2 separate regions of the Mus musculus genome follow, and region 2 is linked to region 1. The links are chromatin contacts, called in public Hi-C maps. All regions are on one chromosome and are shown on one strand. Each heading gives the region's core, a stretch centred on a gene start, on an enhancer-like site or on the middle of the called end of the contact. The rest is flanking DNA. Distances are from core to core; before and after follow the strand shown.

What was found. Hi-C and Micro-C count contacts between places; a contact is called where the count stands out from the background.
Region 2: a contact with region 1 is called in a Hi-C map of the G1E-ER4 cell line, with 2.5 times the contacts expected there. The contact joins two enhancer-like sites. A contact is called at or near these places in 1 of 39 promoter capture datasets (embryonic stem cells), 8 of 15 datasets of contacts at CTCF or cohesin (CD8 T cells, the NIH/3T3 cell line, embryonic stem cells and 3 more), 160 of 484 Hi-C or Micro-C datasets (the 63-12 cell line, the AML12 cell line, the AtT-20 cell line and 84 more), 15 of 115 datasets of contacts at active chromatin or transcription factors (the 230-238 cell line, CD4 single positive thymocytes, the HPC-7 cell line and 8 more) and 2 of 9 other capture datasets (adipose tissue and embryonic stem cells).

The regions. Positions count from the first base shown.
Region 1 is chr5:21,261,381-21,266,360 of GRCm38.p6, reverse strand. The region is part of intron 19 of Gsap (gamma-secretase activating protein); the gene reads right to left. Among named protein-coding and RNA genes, the nearest start is that of Gsap, 78 kb to the right of the region's middle. Within about 2 kb of position 2,955, at least 65 of the 459 cell types and tissues checked have an H3K27ac peak or open chromatin away from gene starts, as enhancers often do. A contact at or near this core is called in the G1E-ER4 cell line, Sertoli cells and cortical neurons, where this site is marked.
Region 2 is chr5:21,572,550-21,577,529 of GRCm38.p6, reverse strand. All of the region lies in intron 9 of Fbxl13 (F-box and leucine-rich repeat protein 13), which reads left to right. Lrrc17 (leucine rich repeat containing 17) reads right to left here. Exons shown (of 4, transcript NM_028977.1): 4 at 1,619-2,566. The coding sequence ends at 2,169. Among named protein-coding and RNA genes, the nearest start is that of Lrrc17, 32 kb to the right of the region's middle. Within about 2 kb of position 2,794, at least 18 of the 459 cell types and tissues checked have an H3K27ac peak or open chromatin away from gene starts, as enhancers often do. A contact at or near this core is called in the G1E-ER4 cell line, Sertoli cells and cortical neurons, where this site is marked.

The DNA.
Region 1 (4,980 bases), core at 1,706-4,205:
ATGAGGGAGGATGGGGAGGAGGTGGAGATGAGGGAGTGGCTTTGATCAGGTTGTGTCCTTGAACAGCCTGGTTACTTTCTGGTTTTTGTTTGTTTGTTTGTTTTTTGTTTTTGTCAAAGTGACCCAAGGGAGAGTCATCTAAGAAGATGGAGCCTCAGTTAAGAATCTGCCCTCACCACACTGGCTACTGGCAGCCTGTGGGCATTTTCTTGATTGAGGATTGGCATGGGGGAGGGCCCAGGCTACTGTGAATGCTGCAGTCTCTGGGCGGGTAGTCTGGGGGCCCAGAAGAAAGCAGGCTGAGAAAGCAGGGGTGGGGGTGGGGGTGGGGAGCCTGCTAGTAAATACAGTCCCTCCGTAGCCTCTGCTTCAGTTCCTGCCTCCAGGTTCCTGCTTTGAGTTCCTGCCATGACCCATCATGATGGGCCTTAACTGTGTGTTTGCTATAACTGTACGCTCACTACAACTGTGCCTGCTATAACAGCATGCTTTTCTCCCAGGTGGCTTTCAGCCAGAGTATTGATCACAGTGCAAAACTTAACTAGGGCAATGCATGTATGAAATTCTTTGAATGGTAAATTTAAAAGGAGGGGGGAAAAGGAAGTTAAAAATAAGTGAGAACTAAAAATCCACTTCAATCACACACATACAAATGCTCTAATAGTAAACAGAATGTGGCTGGTGTGCTATTGTTGAAAGGACAACAATGGCTTGACATAGATTTTGGAGTCTCAATAAATTAAGTTCTGTGATATTGTGCACTTTTATTTAGTAACCTGAAAGAAAGGCCTACACAGGCAAGGCCCCTTCTCTCAGAGATGGAAAAGTCTTGGATCCTTAATAACTGAGATGTATTTCCAGGGCAGGTGAGAAGGCTGGGGTCAGGTCCCACTCCTTATCTTTTCTTTCTTTATAGTAAACCTATCTTACTTAGTCCTTCTCCCTAGTTTGTTTTTTTATAATAGCAATAATTTAAACAATAATTATTCTTATTCTTCGTTGTCGCCACCACATCATGATCATCGGGCCAATCCTGCAGTCTTCTCTCCACAGCCTTTCTATTTTCCTACATCTGGTCATGAAATCCAAGTGCCCAAATCAGAAAACTAGTCGGTGTTGTGGTGCCATCTAGTGGTCAGTTTGGCTATGGGCATGCCTGCTTTGCCACAGCAATCCACCTTGGAATGATTTACCTCAATCTTGCTTTTAGGACCAATACTCTTCCTCCTCCTCCTCCTCCTCCTCCTGCTCCTCCTCCTCCTCCTTCTCTTCCTCCTCCTCCTCCTTCTCCTCCTCCTTCTCCTCCTCCTCCTTCTCCTCCTCCTCCTCCTCCTGCTCCTCCTCCTCCTGCTCCTCCTCCTCCTCCTCCTGCTCCTCCTCCTCCTGCTGCTCCTCCTCCTCCTCCTGCTCCTCCTCCTCCTCCTTCTTATTTTTAAAATCTTTCTCTTTATTTAAAAACACTTGGGGGAGGGCAGTAAGATGGCTCAGTAGGTTAGCCTGCTGACCTGAATTCTATCTCAGAGCCACACAGGGTGGAGAGAGAAGATCGATTCCCACAAGCCCTTGTGTATCTGCACACCCACACAGACAAACTCACATATATGAATGAATGAATGAATGAATGAATGAATGAATGAATGAATGAAATTTTAAAGTTTGTTTTTTATCATAGTCTTGAGTCAACCAAGAATAACAGAAAAAGTTGTGAGCAGGCCCATGAGCACCCTTCAAAGGCAGGCACTAGCGTGCCCGGGTGAGATAGAGTGTGCGCGCACAGAATATTCCTGGGGGCGTTGATTATATACCTTGTACTAGACCACGCAAGGCTGGGAAGCTCTTCCCGGGTTGTGTAATTAATTATAATTATGCATAATTAAGCAGTTGCTGAGAAAGAAAAGACTCATCCAGAAAGCCCCATTGACACAGCTGCCTGGGGAATTGCCCATGCACCTGTAAGCAACTTCTCACCCAGGTGCTTATAGGTGGTCCAATAAACACATTGGTTCACCAAGCTATACTTGGATAGAATTATTTCTTTAGATGCCCCATCTGAAATGACCAGACACTTGCCCATATCTATCCAAGAAAAGTCACACAGCAGAAGACAGATCTGTATTTTAAACAAAACAAAAATTAAAACTTAGTAAGAAATAGTGTTAATCAAAGATCCCATAAATGTTCCCATTTGAGCGGAGAGGATTTCTGGAGTCTGTTGATCTATTATAACCTCCATGTTCTCTTACTGTTGGTAAACACCTCAGCAGACGATTGGCAACACAATGTTTAATCTGCCCACATTCAGAGATGACTGCAGATCGAAAGGCCTGTTTGGGAGACTGAAAAACACAGAGCCCAGGGAAGTAGAACAGAAAGAAGGATGAAGACAGTATGTTCAATGGGAGGCTTGGTGAGTGAACAAAGCTGCAAGGCCAGAATGCAGACCGTGGCTTTGGCTTAGCCTTGGAGAGCTGAGAGAAGATGAATAGTCCTTTGTTGTCTGCGCTGGACAGCGGCCCCCAGCTTGTGTTTGCCAGCCTCAGCAGCCGTTAGAAACCACGCCATCTGCTTGGATTTAACGGTTTTGGGGGTGGTCTGAAGCCTTTTGAGTTTTTCAGGTTTCTGGGATGATCCTTGTGGACCATGGCTCGCAGTTGAAAACATGGTCTGAGCCTGTCCTGGGACTGCAGTCAGCCCACGACAGCGAAGGCCGATAAAGACTATGTGTACAGACTTGTGAGTCGGTAGAAACAGGAGAGTTAGAGAATGCCTTTCTGCGAGGAACCCCAGAGTCTAAGTGAATGCCGACCTGCTCATTGGCCCAGAGAATAAAAGCAGGGTTTATTTTTTTATTTTACTTTTTAAAAAAATGTTAGATGCTGCACCTTTGACGGAGAAGGAAAAGAGAGTAGAATGTGTGCATCCCCACCCAATCAGCCCAGCCCAGCACCGCAGCTCGTGGTTTGGGATGTGGCCAGGGCACTCAACTGACACTTGACTAAAGGGGAGTTGAGAGAGCTCCAAATACTGTCCCCGTAAAGGACAATGCAAAATGAGAGCCACACTTCTTAAGACACACTCACCAGCTACTGGAAAAGTGTAGCCTTTTGTTTATTTTGAGGCTCTCTCTATGTAGCCCTGGCTAGCCTGAAACTCACTTTGTTGACCAGGTTGACCTCAAGCTCAGAGTTCTGCCTCCTGAGTGCTGGGGATTCAAGGTACACACTACCATGGCTAGCTCCCAGTGTTCTTTTAAAAATACAGAAAATGAGGACTAAAGAGATGTCCCAGCAACTTGCTTGTCTTACAGAACACCTGGGTTCAGCCCCCACAGGGGACAACTTGATATTGCTCCAGCCCCAGGAATCCAAGGGGTCATCTACCTGCATGCATCTACTGTACATACAAACATACAGGCACACACAGATACACATGAATTAAATAAGCCTTTAAAATTATACTAAAGGTCTTTGTGGACAAAGTATCTATAAGCTTAGCTAGTCCTTGGGGGTCTGGCTTAAGAAGCAATCAGAAACCCGAGGAATGGCCAGGAATCATTTTCCCCCTGCACAAAGGGGAGTTTCAACTTTTTCACTTTGGAAGGAAGAAAATTATTCCCATCTCTTCTTCAAAAATCACCTCCCTTTGTCTCTGAAGATGCCATAAAGCAATCACCACACACAACCAGTCACAACTATCAATTACACAAAAGGACCAGCTACATTAAGGAATTTGATCCAGAAACAGAGCAAAATGAGCCTGTGGTAATGGCTCATCTGCAAACCACTGCCAGCAATAAACATCTGCCTCTCACCATCAGTGTCTCAAAGACACTGGCTTTGGTCCTACCTCTGTTGATTAATCAGCATCTTGGGAAGGAGGCCCAGTCTGAGAGACCCCTTTACTCTCCGTACAGGACAAAGAGCAGGGCTAACATGTCAGTCTTCCTAGGATCTTCAGTGACTCGCATCTCGGGACCCATTTCTGCTTGCTCTCCAGAGAAACCCAGCAATGTGTGCATCATGTCTACCATATATAAAGTGCAATAGCAAATGTCTTTGTGGACAGAAGTTCGAAAGGCAGCATCTAAGAGCGTTATGTGGGAGCATCCCCACAGGTGGCAGACAACTGAAATTCCCGAGGCTGAACACTAAGAGAGCTGCAAGCACACAGCTATCTCATTCAAGTCTCAGGATATAGCTAAGCTTCCTCCTGCTCCAGGATCCGGCAAAAAGTCCACTTCCCTGACCCAACTAGGGAGTTTTATCAGCCATTCTGTTTTGGTTTTTTTATAGGCTGGACAATTTTAAATGTAATCTATAATTATGGCCGTCTAACTCACATTTAGCTTTCTTGAAGCTCAGAGTGACTGATAAGAAAGGAATAGAAATAATTTTCTAGCTGGGTCTGGTTCTCAGCTTTATAGCTAGTAGGTAGGGAGTCTGGCTATCCACCCTCTACAAAAAATGGCAGGAATTAGCTCACTGCTCCGAGGCTCTATGAATGATAAATCATGCTGCTTCGTGGTATCATAAAATTATGTTCACGACATTAATGGAACTCTCACTGTAACTAATTCACTCTCCCAGGACACAGATGCAATCCAAACTTTAGAAAATCCTAACCCCACCCCCACCCCCAGAACCAGCTTGGAACAGGGCTTCCTTTTCCCCAGAGCAACAGCTCTAAAGGCTCAGAGCAGCGAGCTGTTACATTGTGGATGTGCCAGTATTTCAGATTGCCAGCAAACAATGGTATCTGTCTGCACGGTGGAATTAGTGCCTTCTGTGCTTCTTGCCCTGTCTAGTTAAAGCAGCTTCCAAACATGTTGAATGAAGAGGTACAAGCAAAGTCTGGATAAAGAGCCCAGGTGGCACCCTCCACCAGATGCTCAGGAGGTGGCAAACAACCTCTTCCCAGCTGCTCAGTAGCCCTGTACCTGAAAGACTGCAGGAGTCACAGCTCATGCCCTAAGCAGGAGGG
Region 2 (4,980 bases), core at 1,545-4,044, 310 kb before region 1:
GGCTCATGGGCAATGATAAATGAATCTATTATATCTCTTGAGCAACACTGTAAATCTAACAGCTGTCCATGATGACTGCTGGTGTGGAAACTGAGATGTGTATTTCCTATACCCAAACCACTGGTAAATTCAGTGAGGGCTCAGATGCTCACACAGATGCCCTAAACCAAACCAACATTGCTGGCAATTCCTCTGTCTTCCATTATCTTGATTTTCCATAGATAATAATGCAGATTCAGATGTATCCCTTGCCAGCCACTCTTGTTGATGTTCCTGGAGGCAGAGCTTAATGTCTCTTAAATCTGCTAGGTTTTTTGGGGGGATCTAGTTTTAGAAATTCTGGTCTAGGTAGTCAAGTACAAGGACTATGTTTTTGTGTACAATAGAAGAATTTATATGACTCTGGATCTTGGCTGTTCACCTGGCTCTGGACTCTAGCTCTGATAGTTGCCATCTATGTGGCTTTGTCCAAGTTGCTTGATCCCTGAGCTGTGGATTTCTCATCTTTGAAAGGTAGATAGCATTACGGTCCTCAGAGGGTCCTTGTGAATTATAAGCATAATACAGGAAACTTTTAACACAGAGTTCAGCAACTAGAGACACTTTATAAAGTACTCAGTACTATTTATCATATATCATTTTTCAAGCTTGGGTTGTTTTTGCAAGAATTAAGGAAGACCAGTTGCTAAACTTTGTATCAAATGTCTTGATAGAGAAAGGGCAATGTGTTTTGTGTGGGAGGAAACCATGGGAAGTAACCTTTCTTTCCATGTGGCTTGCCCAGTGCATGTCGTCTCACTGGTTACTGTATGTAAGGTGACGAAGTCAGATTTATATTCTGTATGCATAGCCTCTTTTACTGGCTCTGTATTTTCTAGGTGGCATAATTTGAAGTAAAACCCAATTAGCAGCAATCATCTTGAATGACCATCCTCCCTTAAATATTCTCTGATGTTATTTTTTGTTTTCTGTTTTTTTTTTTTTTCACCCCAGATTCTGGCCCGGAATCCTAATTTTATGACTTGTTTTATGAACTTTGCTCTATTACTTTTGGAGGAAGTATTTGGGCCTGCTTAACCATGACAAGTGGCTTCTAGACACAGACAGGAAGAAATGAATAGTGTTTTTTCCATATTCATTGGCAGTTTCAGGTCTTCAGGACTCATGATTCAGATCACCTACCCAGGCCTCTCAGAGCTGCCTGTCTGTCAGAGCTGCCTGTCTGTCAGAGCTGCCTGTCTGTCAGTCAGAGCTGCCTGTCTGTCAGAGCTGTCTGTCTGTCAGAGCTGCCTGTTAGAGCTGTCAGCCTCTCAGAGCTGTCTGTCTCTCAGAGCTGTCTGACTGGTTTTTCATACTAACCATCTCATATTCTCTATTTGCTTATTATGACAGTGTGTTGTTGTTGTTGTTGTTTGACCGTGAGAATTTGGTTTTTCAGGACATTCCTCTGGAATGTATATGAACCCAAAACTGCAAATCTACTTAATGCTTAAATTGAGTTAAACAATTAATAATAGCGGAGGGTTGACAGGAGAAAGGGGTGACAATCCATTGTAACTTTTCATTTTTATCATTTTTGAAAGACTATACAAGGAGTTATATGTAAAAATGAACCTTGTTTTTTTTTTTAAACTTTTATTTCAAAAAGCCACTAAAAACATATGCACTATGAAATTCTAATACCATCATTAATATCCAACTCCCTCATGTCACCAGTGTGGAATAGTTGGGTTCTTTTGAGACTGTTTCTGGCTTTGTAGCCCAGGTTGGCACCACGGTCCTCCTGCCTCAGCTTTAGTGTTGGAGCTGTGGACATGTACCAGCAGTTCTGGCCCACTGTGTACTCTTGTCATGGGAGTCTGATCCGCAGGCGGGCAGGTTTCCCTAGATTATCAAACTTGCCACAGCCGAATAATTGTTGCTAACAAATCAGAGGAACCTCCTTGTAGCTTGATTACCCTGCATAATAGGTATCACAATTCATCCAAATGTTTTGTTTTTTTTTTCCAGAGCTGAGGACCGAACCCAGGGCCTTGCGCTTGCTAGGCAAGCGCTCTACCACTGAGCTAAATCCCCAAACCCACAATTCATCCGAATGTAAACATGCGGTTCCCCACGCCCACACAGCGCTGTGCAGCCGGGTCTAGCTGGGACGGTTCGGTAGTTAACTACCCCACAATGGTGATTCTCACTCTGTGCTTCTTTGCTGGGTGATCTCTGTGTATTTTCTGCCATTCATCATCTTCTGTGTCCTGGTCAAACGTCTCAGGGTAGGCTGGCAGCTTGTCCTTGGGGCATTCTTCATAGTAACTCCGTACGTATTTCCCCACAGACCACCCTTTGTATTCTTCCGGCGTTTTGCATTCCAGACCGTTATAGTGGACGTTGTAGTGGTGCTTTAACCAGTAGTAGAGGTAGTGGATGCTGTAGTCACACCTCCAAGGGTTATCTCTGAGCCACAGGAGTTTCAGAAAGTACAAATCCTCTAACACGCCATAGTCAAAGTTCTGCAGGCTGTTGTTTGATAAGTCGAGCTCTTCTAGGTGTATGAGCCCTAAAAAGGCAGCTAGAAACAGAGACCGCTTATTAATCAGTGGGTAGGGGAGCTGTACGGCTGCACACCAAGTGTCTGTCACACGGCCAAACACGGGTTTCAATAAGAGGCCCCGTTCTCTCCGTCACAACATTCTCTCCAGTACACGTGTGACTCTCAGCATTTTCTGAGACTGAACAGAGCCCATCAAGGGACTAGCTGGCCCTCTGCTTTTCAGTTCTGGTGAGAGAAAAGGTAGCTAACTTCACTAGGGCCTTGCTTCTAGTTGCAAACTACTTCCTGTCGTGAAGAAAGAAGTGTGGCAGTGTTTGCAATAAAGACTCCGAGCCAAACCAGACAGTTGTCCTATTAACAGGTGTACTGTGTGATTAAAACCTTACTGCGAGGCCCTGCTACTTAAGGCCGAGCCGTTGCTTTATCATGAAAATGTGTGCATGATGGGTCGGATCTATCTGAGTCCTTAAAAGAGGACATAGAAATGGCTTTCTGACTTTGCAAGCTGTTAGCTTAGCGTTTGCCTGAGTTGTGCCGTATTTTGGTACAATGTTTATTTAATAAGGAAAGTGCTTTCTTCCTCTCTAGCTCTGTGGGGAGGATTTCTGGGTCAGGGTCTCAGTGGGTCCTCCTTACTGAACATATGAGGAAATACAAAATATGAGAAATATATTTTTATCAAACGAAGCTTTCCCTTGATCAGACAGACTAGCCTGTTTTATTTGAAAAAAGTTGGTTCTAAGTTAGTTTTTAAAAATCACCTTTCTGGAACATGGGGAAAGCCTGTGTGGTGTTAACACACTGTAATTTCTGCCCAGGACTCTGAATGTGTCAGAAAAGTACATCTTTCTGGTGTATTTCTTCTTTAATTGGGAAGATGTTGCAAAAAGGTAATAAGGTAAGTGTGTCAATTGTAAGACTTTAGCACAGGAAAACATAAAAACCCGTGGCAGCTTCCTAGGTTATTTTATTGGTGATTTCTAAAAAATGCCTAAAAAAAAAATAACCTTTTCCAGCTTAGTGGCTCTGGTGGTGAGAGTCTATTTTTGTACAGTTCCAAACCAAATAATTTCTTTTTTTGAAACATCTGGTTGAATTTGGTAAGCGATGGTGTCTATCAGTGTTACAGGCATATGCATTTGATTTAGCGGGATGCTGAGAAATTGGAACAAAATAACTCCTAACAGATAAAGCCAAGGACAAAGGCTGCACACTTAAAGGTCCACCACACATTCCAAAATTCACAGGTCATTCCCAGCTTCAAAGGGCTTCTCTCTGTTTTGAACATTTTCACCTTACTCTTTCAGAATGCCTTTGTTAGAGCACAGCATCCTTATTTTGAATCCGAAAATATGCTTGACATCAATATGAGTCACTATTTTCATATTGTCTTTTCTTGACGGAGCCCCAAACAGACTCCTTTCTATTTTGGGCCAGAGAGAAGGCTGAGGAGTTGGGCATGAGAGATGATCAATCCTTGTGATGATGATAGTTCTGAAATTTTGGCATTTTGTGGCTCTGGCTAAAATTCTAAAATCAGGCCATCACAAAATCACTTTTCTTGAAACAACCCTCCAGATTGAAAGTGTGTGTAAATAAACAGTCCTACATTTAAAAGAACTGCAGTTATTAACGTGAGTGTATCTAGGCCCCCTGGGAGAGCTAGCTTTATTCCTTGAAGGAAGTAAAACTCCTAATAGGGTGGCTTTCTCCCCTTCTCCACTGACGCCCTATATTTTACCAGACTGTCACCCAAGTCTTCTACCATCTGGTGCCCCACATTTGCTCACAAGGCAGCCCAAATTCTCAAGGAAGTCACTGGGAAGTGCTTCATTTTAAAATTCTGAAATACAGTAGGCCTTTTACTTTCAAACTGGTTTAGTTAATTTTGTCTTATTTAAACTCTAAGATCCATTTTCTTTTCTTCTAAAGGACTTACCAAAAAAAGTACTTGGTGCTTGGTTCAACACATACTTGTGAGTGAAAATCCTTCCCTTGTGTTGAATTTAACAAAGGGATGTTGGGAGGAAGGGAGGGAGAGAGGGAGTGGTTTTTATATTCCATAGTCTGTTGTGACGAGTCATTTTTATAGCATGGCTGTTCACTGCTGTAACACATTTAGTTGAGGCTGTATAATAATAATTGGCATTTTAGTTTATTTAACAAAAGCTCTAAAAGTCATCTGCATTCATTTTGTGTGTGTGTGTGTGTGTGTGTGTTGCTGGGAATTAAACCCTGGGACTTGCATTTATTACACAAATGCCCAGGCATCCATGCTACTGACAGTTATCAACTACAGCTTCGATGAGAGCATTAGAAATAAATGTTATGCCTGCTCAGGCACACCACACTTACTCCATGGATCTATGGTTTTCATGGGGCACGAGGTCTGGGTTCTTCAACCTGTGGCCTGACTTTGTAGAGTCTACACA